Regions from separate parts of the Mus musculus genome. Here region 1 is linked to region 2. Evidence: chromatin contacts called from public HiChIP or PLAC-seq data. All regions are on one chromosome and are shown on one strand. Each heading gives the region's core, a stretch centred on a gene start, on an enhancer-like site or on the middle of the called end of the contact. The rest is flanking DNA. Distances are from core to core; before and after follow the strand shown.

Evidence for each region. HiChIP or PLAC-seq counts read pairs in DNA pulled down with a chosen protein or histone mark.
Region 1: a contact with region 2 is called in a FOXA1 HiChIP or PLAC-seq map of pancreatic cancer cells. The contact joins two enhancer-like sites. A contact is called at or near these places in 1 of 15 datasets of contacts at CTCF or cohesin (the NIH/3T3 cell line) and 3 of 115 datasets of contacts at active chromatin or transcription factors (the NIH/3T3 cell line, embryonic stem cells and pancreatic cancer cells).

Annotation. Positions count from the first base shown.
Region 1 is chr2:61,264,184-61,269,635 of GRCm38.p6, reverse strand. No RefSeq gene overlaps it. Among named protein-coding and RNA genes, the nearest start is that of Gm26422, 13 kb to the left of the region's middle. Within about 2 kb of position 1,720, at least 29 of the 459 cell types and tissues checked have an H3K27ac peak or open chromatin away from gene starts, as enhancers often do. A contact at or near this core is called in the NIH/3T3 cell line and pancreatic cancer cells, where this site is marked.
Region 2 is chr2:60,862,082-60,868,047 of GRCm38.p6, reverse strand. All of the region lies in intron 1 of Rbms1 (RNA binding motif, single stranded interacting protein 1), which reads left to right. Among named protein-coding and RNA genes, the nearest start is that of Rbms1, 16 kb to the left of the region's middle. Within about 2 kb of position 2,852, at least 90 of the 459 cell types and tissues checked have an H3K27ac peak or open chromatin away from gene starts, as enhancers often do. A contact at or near this core is called in the NIH/3T3 cell line and pancreatic cancer cells, where this site is marked.

The DNA of each region.
Region 1 (5,452 bases), core at 471-2,970, 400 kb before region 2:
GAGAAATAATCATCAAACGTCAAAGGCATGTGGCAGTAAGAATTTTAACTCACAGGAAGCCAGAGATTTCTTGTCACTCATACAGACTCAGTTGTTGACTCATCAACTGAGACAGTCACTGAGTTATCTCTTTGAAAGAAAGGAGGAGGCCTAAGGGAGATTGAAGGAGGGGGATAGCAAAAATGTGAGAGTTAGTGGATAAGGATGTAATGCAATAAAAAATAAATACCTCTACCCTCAGATGCACTGTGTGTCAAGGCAAGCTGAAGATGTGTTCTGGGTGAGACACAGGAACACATCACAGCTGTGGTTATTTGCATAAGGTCTACACAAGATTGGGCCTGTCGGCAGCACTTGAATCTGGGAAGGGCCTCCTTTGAAGAGCTATTGGCAGTTACCAGTTGGTGGGAGAAAGCGTGCCATTTTCTTCTGTGGTATAGTTGACCGAGATCCAGTCAAAAACCTCTTACCCATACTCACGTGAGAAACCCTAGTGAAGTTCAGCTGGTCACATGCAAAAGGAAGATGAGAGGGTGAGGGGGACTTCTGGGGAAGAAGGGTTTTAAGGAAAGAGGTAAGATGTGGGAGGGAGGGGAGAGAAGGGGATGAAGGGTAACTATAACTGAAATTCCTTATGTCCATGTATGAAACTATCTAACAAAAGATAAAAGAATAAAAAGGAAGAGAGGAAAGGAGGGCTGTCTTTAGTGGTTGGAAAAACAGGTTAAACACACTCTGGCAGCTCCAAACCCAACTCTTACTTTCCAGCTCTCACCTTGTTACTACTCCTTGCTCACAGTCTTAAAGCCTTTGCTACAGTTGTTCCTAGAACAGCAACACATGCTAACTGACTCTGAAGGTTCTAGTTCAGTGGTTCTCAACATCCCCCTTTCATACCGTTCCTTCTGTTGTAGTGACCCCAACCATAGTGTTACTTTGTTCCTACTTCATAACTGTAATTTTGTTATTGTTATGAGTCATAATGTAAGTATCTGATAGGCAGGATATCTGATAGGTGACCCCCAAAGCGGTCAAGCTCTATAGGTTGAAAATTGCTGCTCTAATTTATCATTTTAATTCATACATTTTAGCCAGATATCATTCAGATAAAAATTTTACTGCAGGGAAAAAACAATTCCATGGGCATGACTTGTTCTGGAACCTTCTTTTTCCTTCAACCCCTATTTGCATCATCACCATCATAATTTTATGTTTAAAAAATAATAGTATTACAGACACACAAAAGTTGGACTACAGCGCTGTAGAGAGATATTCTGAGTGCAGAATGAACATTTTAACCACTGTGATCACCCTTAACAGTGATACTTAAAAAGACAGAATTGTTCATTTGTCAAGGTTATTTTAAGGATGAAAATTCTCATATAAATACATTTGGTATACAGGATGCAAAATTATCTTTCTGAAGCATAAAAATGAAAAAAGGTTAGTGTTACAAATAGTTCTTTGCTTTTCAGCTACACAGGGTGCTGATTGATTTACATAGTTGTTGCAATTAATACCTTTGAAAAAAATGTTTCCAAGAGACAGGGCATGTTAGTCTGCTTTTTGTTGCTATGACAAAAATGATTTGAAAATCAACCCTCAGAATGCCTGTAAAAACCAAAGTGGAAACAGGCTCCCTGTTTCAGAGATTTTACTCCATGGCTCTGTGGTCCCCATCTCTGTGGACACGAGACAAGGCTGAACCTCATGATTGAGAATGAGTAATAGAAGCTCAAGTGCCTACCTTGTGACTCATGGTGACCAGAAAGGAGAGATGGGGAGAGAGAGAGAAAATGGGGTAAACTTCTAGAGTAAGATTCCAGGAACACACTTTGTTTAAGTAAGTAACAGGCCTCAGAATCCAATGGCACCAAATTATAAGCCCATCGATGGATGAACACACTGACCAGGTCAGAGGCCTCACGATCCAGACACCACCATAAAGGCTTACGAGCTGGCAACCGAGCCTTGAGCATATGGCCTGTGAGTGATCATTTGGAACTAAACTACTATAGTGGACAAACACAAAATGTCCTTGTTTGTATCAGGTTTGATTACAAATGACCGATGCCCACAAATAGTGGTTGAAACAAAGAAAAGTTGATTTTTTTTCTTTACAAAGAATTCTAAATGTAGGTATCACCTGAGAAATGAGTATAGCCACCAAGGTCCTGTTTTGTTTTCATTTTGTTTTTAGCTGTATTGGCTTTAGCTATCATATCTGCTTCTGAGCTCTAAGATGAGAAACTGTAGGGCCAGGGAAAGGAGTCAGGGAATAAAGGGTGTACTGCTCAAGCGTTGGGATCCAAGCTCAGATCCCAAGTACCCATGTAAAGGCTGCGTAGAGTGTCTACATCCCTAGTGACTATACAGGCAGGTACCTGACACTTGCTAACCACCCACTCTATTTAATTGGTATGCTCTGGGCTCAATGACAACTGACTCAATAATAAGATGAAATGAAATGGAGGAAGATACACAATGTTGATCTCTGGCCTCTACCTACATGTGTAGGTACCACTCACAACACACACACAAATATAGTTGAAACAAAAGCAAAACCCCAAGATATATAGTTGGTATTAAAGGAATAATCAGGGTTAGGACAGGTGAATAGAGAGCTGGAGAGACCGGTGGATTAACAAAGCTAAGGCTATCGGAAAAGGCTTTATAGAAACCCACTAAGTAGTAAGCTAATTTCAGAATACAATTTTTTCAAAAATTTGAATGTCTTTCTGTCTTGTATAGGTGGACCATCCTGTTCTTTGATGACGTTGATTACTAGACAAAAATCAAAGAGCCAGAAATGGGATATCTTGCTATGAATTATTGGTCAGGGGGCCTAGAAATCTCTTGAACAACAGAGCCTACTGCCAGTACTTTTCACTATGCACTGTAGCTACACATTAAGAGCTCATTGCTGAAGACACCATTCACTTTGAATGCAGAACATAGAGAAATCACGGTGAATACGTCAATAACTTCCTCTCTCCTGGCCAACTTTCTTGGTGCCAGATATACCATGCAGCTTTCTAGAGGAGAACAGATATTAACAGGTTTACCCAGTGCTGGATTCTGCATACTATATAACTGACCTGACAGGCTTGGTGTGTCTACCAGTACAACAGCAGTATGACTGTCATGAGACAATCAGCTGCTTTCTGGTTAGATATGAAATCTACTCCACAATAAGAAATTCATTCCTCGTACTACAAACATGGTTAAAGGCCCATGGCTGGTCATAGGCCCCAGGGAAGAACCTGCTATTGTAGTTTTGTTAGATGGTCACTTGTCAAATTAGCCTTCTAAATGTCTATATGTAATGCTTTCTATAATATAATAGCTTGTCTATAATAGCTTCTTTCTGGAGTGAGCAGAAGTCAATACAGAGGCTCAACTATTCAAGGTGCTGAGATTAATCAACTGAGCATCTTCAGCTCTAAATGGAACATCTTTGTTAGTGTCCTGCCTCCTACAGGGCTCAGGGAACATCATGGAAGAGGAGGCAGAAAAGATGGGAGAGCTGGACGGTGAGGAGGGGTTCTGTGAACTGCTGTTTCTGAATATAACATGGTTACCACACTTAAGAACTAACAGCATCTATAGTTACTTATACAAGACCTATACGAGTTCAAGCCAGCCAACATTCTGGTGTAGCTGGTGGATGAGGAGGTTCCTATCCTGAAACTATCAGCCCTTGTTAGCTGCTGGGGAAACAGTGTAGCCTGGCAGGGTCCCCATGCTACAATGGATGGCTCCACATCCATGCTCATATGTGCAACACTGGCTGTCCTTAGTGGGTTTAAAAAAAAATCAACAAAAGAAGAGGACATGAAGTTGGGAGGGGACATGTTGAGGATCCAGGGAGAAGATGGAATATGGAACTGAGGTGTGGATATGATCATTATTTCACTGCATATATGTACAAAATTCTCAAAAACCATATTTTACGATTGACATAGTTGAGAAAGAGGTCCATAACAACGTGCGTCTCTTCTCTCTTCTTTGGCAGTGCTGAGTATTGAACCCAGGATCTTGTGGATTTGAGACAAGTACTCTACCACCAAGCTCTATTTCCATTTCCAATCCCAGCTCCCAAGCTTTCTGAAGGATGGTTCCAAATGCTTTTACATTTAAATGCAAATGAGGCTGGGGAGCCGAATCTTTGTTCTGAGTAGCCATGTTCCCAGAAACCAATCTTGAATTCTTTCCCTATTGGGGGGTGGGGGGGGAGGAAATGTATTGGTAGATTCCAGATTGTCTCTAATACACATCTCCACAGTTCAAAATGGTTCTTTCCCTCTGGATCTGAGGTGGGGGAGGGGCAAGAATAGAGAGAACAAACTCCGAAAGAGCAATGGGAATAAACTGTCCATGATAATCAGGTTCCTCTTTCTCTTTAAAATTTGAGCCCAAGAATTCCATTTCATTAGATTTTTTTTAAACCACAGATCTGAGTTTAAGCCACAGAACTAACCTGTCAGTCTCCAAACTCTATATTTGTCAATGAAACTTACATGTAAGGTCAAGACAGAATCCCTAACTATTATAGCAGATATAAAGAAATGTAATAAATGAATGAACATAGAGGGTTTTCCTTATAAGTTTCTGGTTTGTGAAGACACCAAAGCTGTGTAGCAAGCAGGTAACTGCAATAGCTGAACAGACTTCTGTGGCTGCCTCAAGGTTGTGCTCCATCCTGGGGAAGCTGGGTCTTCTCGGGGCTAAGAGTTTTTTAATCAGAAAAACCTGGTGTGCAAGTAAACCAAGATTCCTTCTCAATTAGTCTCAAACTCACTAAAATTTGATATGGGTGTTAAAATAAGCGTAACTTTTATTTCCCGACATGACAGAACACAGGAAAATGCCACTTGGGGCTTCTTCACTAAGTTCAACTCTCTGTACCTCCCTCTTCTGCATGCAAGGCTGCACTTCAGACAGGGTATAAGCTTTCCGTTTTAATCACTCCAGTTTTCTCTCTTTGAGAGAAGCTAATCTTCTCAAAAGTAGAGTAATGTTTAATCTCTTCAATGAACAATGATTCTTAATCTATCAGAAGGCAAGTAATTATAAAGACATTCTAGAGTCTAAGGAATATAAAGCTGGGGCCACCTCGAATTCTAAATCCCGTTTGAGTTCATCTGTGGCATATATATAGCCATGATTGAGATCAATGAAATCTAATGAGGTGTAAAACACAATTTTTACGTAGGATTATGCTAACTCTTCTTAGACACTGGATTTAGTGACTTTGAGGTTAACTGAATTTTATGGCAGATATTAAGCCAGTCCATTTCATTACATTCAGTCAGTTTTAAATTCTCTATAAAAGATATACTTTAAAATATATGCATATCCTTTTTTCAAAGACTTTTCAAATCATCTGTTTTTCTAGAATATGTATTTATTTATTTATTTATTTATTTATATTTTTAGAAATCAAGAAACA
Region 2 (5,966 bases), core at 1,603-4,102:
TAGCCATAGATGCCTAAGCAAGACTCAGCCTCAGAAACCATCACAGCAACGTAGAAAAACTAGAGTCTTGAGAGAAATTCAAGGGAGAGAGTGTTTCAGATTCTGAAAGGTCCTGATCATTGTCCTCTAGTTAAATCTACGAAGTAAGATAGGAAACAGTACCCAGCAGAGTTGGGATTGATGGTCAAGAGGGATAATCAGTAGAGGCTTACTATGGTATTAGTGGTGCATTTCATGGCTTATCTCATGCTGGGCTGACAAGAGTGTAAGCTTTGTAGCTCTCAGTCTCGGCCACAGTTGTCTGGTACCAACTTGACAACTTGGAAGCAATTGTGGATGATCTAGGGGTGGCTGATGTAAAACTTACATACAAAAGCCAGCATGAGCCGTGTTGGTTCTGTGTACCACAGTCTGCCTACTCCTCATGGGTGGATCTGTCTTTGTGGAATCTTTTACCTAGCGTGTACAGAAGGAGTAGAAAGAAAGCGAAGCCAAAGCAGACAGCAAGGATCACTGCGAGCGAGCGAGCGAGCACAGTCAGCGTAAGATAAACAGCAAGTGAAACCATAGGAAGGTGGGTGTGATTCATAGCTTGCTCAGAAGGTTTTGAATTTAGGGTTCAATCTTAGATAACTTTGGTTATACATGGGGAGGCATTCTTGTGTTTATGTCATCCATGGTGTGTGTGAGCATTCTCTTTCTCTCCCTTCTCCCTGTGTGTGTGCATGTATGTGTGGCTGTGCATATAGAGGCCAGAAGTTCAGGTCAGGTGTCCTCTATCAACCTCTGTCTTATTTTTGAGATAGAATCCCCAGAGAACTTGGAGCTCACTGATGTGGACAGACGACGCGGGACCTTCCCTTCTTCCTCCTCCTGACTTACTTTGTTGAGTGTGGGTGTTAGGATGTTCCTGTAGCAAACGCTTGACACACTGAGCCATCTTATCAGCCTGACTTTGGTCACCTTTTTTTTTTTTTTCTTATTTGGTCATAATACTGAAATGGTGAGAACATTGTAAAACACAAAAGGCTACTTGGAGTAAAACATTTTCTTTGAACGTGTTTTTAGTGACATAGCTGTTTTACTGCTATAGAAACAAACAGCAGGGAAACACCGTGCAGTAGTGGGCTGGACCACTGTGAGGTGTGTCATCTACTAGGCCCATTTCAGCCTAGTAGATGCTTACGCCCTGTTCTGAGGCTAGACAGATGAGGGCACTGACAGAGCCATGCTTCCTCCCAGGAGCCCAGAGTGCTGGAGCAGGCTTTCCCCTTGCTCTTTGCTCTTACCTAACATTGGCGTTGAAACTCTTGCTCTCACGGTGTCTCCCTGTGCCCAGAGTTTCCCCTCTGTTCATCTATAACAGTCATGGTGTTTGGGTCCCTGTGTTTAGACATTTGACTATAAAGAAGATCTCATTCCAGGATACTGGGGGGTGGGGGGACAGGGTCAGAATCCTAGGCTGCCTTAGGGGATTACATTTCATCACTAACAGCATTCATTTATTTGAGGCAGAACTCCTCAATTGGGCCTAAATGACATCCATAGTCATAAGAGCTTCAATAATGGAAGTATTATATTGGTGACACACTGTACGTAGTTGTAAGGACATTTTCCCCTTTGTGGCTGAATTTTAACTTGGAGGTTAGAAGATTCATCTTCATACAGAAGGCTCAAACATACAAATGATTCTAGAAGCATCTTCCAACTCTAGCCTTCAAGGAGCTCCAGAACCGCTCTGCTTCAGCCAAGCCCATTCCCATCCTTCTAGCCTGAAGCTTCTCCCAGCTTCTAGAAGTCTCTCTTTTCCCCTGCTCTCTCCTAGGCCTTTGTTAGACCATTACAAATGGCAGCAGAACTCTGTCTTCCCACCTTCAGGTCCCCTCCCTCTTGTCTCTTAAGTTCTACCTGAAACTTGTGTCAGAATTGAGCCCTCCTGATGTGGTTTTCATCCACCACACCTGAGTGGTAGTGTGGGCAGAGTGGAAAAACCCAGGCATTCACTGTCTTTATCTGCAAAGGGGATTCCTGGGCCACCGTGTTGGAGAAGTCAGGTTGTTTGTGGGGGAGTGAAAATGACTCCTACCATTAGTAGGGAAGATTGTTGGAAGAGATTCTTGCCCATTTGTAATTTTCATTTGAAAGTTACTGTGTTAGAATGTAAAGAGGTGTTACAATGTAACTTTTTGAATACTTAAACGGGAACTTGTGTGTCTGCTTCATTAACAAACAGGTGTTTCACTTTTGTTAGCCTTCACTTAAAAAAAATTATTTTTTCCTGATTGGTTAATAAAGAACAAATCTCAGATGGCATTAATTTGTAAGGAAATCAGTTAAATTAGTCCTTTCTTTGAACAAAGGGCTCTTTCTTGTGTGTTATGATTGCTTGAATTGTTCCTTCACCTTTTGATTGGGTGTGTGTCTTCGTACAAGTCAGATTGCTAAATGTATATGCGCCGTGGCGTCTCTCCATGAGCATTGGGTTTGTGTGATTTGTGCATATTTTAAGGGCACAATATTTGCTGATTCTATTCAGTTTCTTTCAAAAAAATTTTTTTTCTTTACTGTATTTAAAACAGGAATTTAGTCAGGCCCAGTTTTCAAAAACCGCACCCAACATGTGAAGTTAGGCATACTTAGTAGTCACTGTCTCAGCAAGCTTCTGTCTGTCCCTGTTTGGCAGCACTAAGTGTCAGGAAATACACCTTAGGTGCTCTGCACTTTCTGCCCAAAATGAGGTCACTGGATTTTTCAAGGGAGCCGGTTTTGTTTGTTTTGACCTAGGGAAGCACGTAGAGTTGTAACCTAGAGAATTGGACATTGAACTCGTGGCATGCCAGTTCGGGGGAAGCTGTGGAAACTCTCAGGTCTGAACGATGTCAGAGCAAGGAAATAGAAAATGCTCAGCTCAGCTTGGCTCAGGATCTGGAGGGTGTGTCCAGGGAGGGTGAAGTTTTAGGACAGGAGAAGCCTTTTCCTGTTGTCTCTCAAGTGTCATCTGAAGAGAGTCAGGAGGCAGAGTCTGTGGGGAATTAGGGACAGTGGTAGCTGCTTTGTAAAGGACATAGACACAGAGCCCAAAGTACCCCAAGTATGCAAATGCATCTTAGGGACCGTGGACAGGACCAGGCATAACACCAGGACCTCTGAATTTCAGGGGCAGTCTGCACTCAGCTCTGCTCTCTCCTCTTTTACTATTTCTTAAGTGTGGCTGGTCATAATCAAAATCTCAAACATGAAAACAATTGTCTCTGTGTTATGTATTCCCAACATGATGGGGACATCCAGGGCTCTGTGGGTGATTTAGAAACTTGTAGAAATCTGAGGAGCTCCTCATAGGGTTTACTGTGTCTTCTCAGTGGTAGAAAAATGCACTGTCACACACTAGTAATCTATAAGCCTAGAGGTAACAGAGACAGGAAACATATATGTGTGGTGGAGAATGACAGGTTCCTGAGCAAGTGAGTCAGAATTGACTCTAAAGAAAAACAGGGACTCTTCACTTAAAGCTGATGTAAGAAAGTTCCTTGGAACCCTCATTAGCCTGAGCCCTGGCAGAGCTAAACTCATCTCCTAGAGACCTGCGAGTGAGTGTCTGCAGGAAAGGGCTTCGGGAGAGTCTGCATTGGTGCTGAGCCGGCAGAAGCTTCAGGGCCACTGTGATTCCAGGACCCAGCTGAAACTCAGAGACCCAGGATGGGGAATGACTTCTGTTTCCTTGTTTTCTTTCTCGACACCTTATTTTGCCCTGTACATTTTTACGTAATTCCCTAGTGTGTGTGTGTGTGTGTGTGTGTGTGTGTTGGGATCCAGGAGTCTTGTGGGAAAGATAGAGCAAGAAGCAGAGATTCCAAAGCATCGCAGAGACCGTGTACAGGGATGGCAATGAATTGGCATTTTCCTCCTCTGCTGCCCTTTCTCCTCATCCTCTCTGCTGTCACCCTAGGCAGGGCTGCTTCTTTGGCAGCAGATCCAGTGCAGCTTCACTCCACTGTCAACAGGCAGGTTGGCAGTCTAGGCAAGAGGCCAGGAGGCCATGGTGTGCAGCTCCTCCCACCATCCCCAGACACTCAGCATCTGTTCACTTAACTTTACAGTAAATGCATTACTGAGTATTTTAGGGGGAAAATTAGTGATTCAAAGCTTTTACTAAACTGTAGAGGCTTACCCAGATCTTACTCACCCCTCTTTTTTTTTTCCTCTCCTTTTTCATTTTAATGGAGTTTTAGGACTGGTCGCGCCATTTTAAGTTCTTACCTTCTTGCCAGCAAAGGTCGATCACACAGTACACTGGGTAGAGGGAAAATATCCTTAGTGGTAGTGGAAGATGTAAATTTCTGGCCTTTTGTACTATTGGCCTTCAAGCTTGAGAAGAGCACAGACAGAGCAACCCTAATGGAGCCCATGCCCGTGTCTAATACCCCTCCACCCATGCTAGTCTCCACTTCAGGTATTAGAAGGTATGTGCTGGAATTCCAGGATTTTAGAGAGGCTCTAGCCAATGCATGTGTACTTAGGACTTACAGGTCATTGGACTAACCAATGAGAAGGTCCAGGCAGTCTAGTGGTTTTGAGGATAGCCTTTCCTAGGGAGCCACGCCCCATCCCACCCCACCCCCACCCGCCTCTCATATTTTGCCACTTGAACTCAGTGTGATTTGTTCCACTCTGTTTTTAATGTGCTTGTGCAAAGGAGCTTGAGAGTAGGAGGTGGGAGACTGGACCAGCACTGTGTATAGGTCACTTTTAATATTAGAACTGGCTGTGGCATATTTAGAGAGAGGCCTGGGAAAGATGGGCTTGGCACAGACTATACTGGCAGAGCACTTCCTACTAGCTTGACATCTTCCTGAGGCTCTGTTGTCTGTACTTACACAATGTCTTGATGGACCTTGAGTTGGAATGGAATCAGTGACCCAGGCTTCATGTTACACACATCAAGACTAAGAGAAAAGTTAGTTTGCCAAGGGCAAACAGAATGTGGTCATGGTGACATCTGAACTCCAGCAGTCTGCTTCCAGAGTCCACTCTTACGCACGTTCGCAACTGGCCAGGAAAGATGCAACAAACCAGAATCTTCTGCGGCAAAGCTTTATTGCTTACTCAGGAGCAAGAGAGGAAGAGTGCGGCAGAGAGAAGCAGAGAGGAAAAGAGAGAGAGACGCAGAGAGAGACGCAGAGAGAGGGGCAGAGAGGGAGAGAGGCAGAGAGCAGAGGAAGAGAGCAGAGGAAAAGACGAAGAGAAAGAGACGAAGAGAGAAGAGACGAAGAGAGGGAGTGCCAGAACCCCGTCCCTTTTAAGGAGAATTATCTTCCGCCTAGGACATGTCATTCCCTGATTGGCTGCAGCCCATCGGCCCAGTTGTCATCACGAGAAAGGCAGAGCACATGGCGGGAAAACTGCCCCTGCACATGTGCAGATTATTTACTACTTAGAACACAGCTGTCAGCGCCATCTTGTAATGGCAAATGTTGAGTGCGGCTCCCCACAGTCCACCCCATGGCAGGATTGTTCTACTTCCTTCAAGGTCATCCTCTAGGTTTTGAGGAGTACTACTGTGGAATGATAGTTCTCATCACAGAATTACATGTGGTTGAAGGCAGAGTCTAGACTTGTTCTATAGCAATACTTCTGAAATAAGTGGAAGCATCTGCTATTTTCTAATGACAGTTTTTCTTTATTTTTCCTGTTGTGTGACAAATTTTCCTAGGTAGACACAACACATACATCTAGCCACCCCACATAGGAACCCACAACAAATCAAAGTCTGAATATGAACAAAGTCCAATTGAGTTTTATTAGGTTTCCTTAAAGGAGTAAGGATGAGGGGTTAGGTTACTCATTGGGGCGCCAACATTACCAAGACCCACCCCACCCCAACCCCCCAGCCCCAGCATGTGAGAGCTTATAAAGCGGGGGAACCTGAAACACATCCCACAGTTTGCAGGCAGCTCCACAAGTTGGTC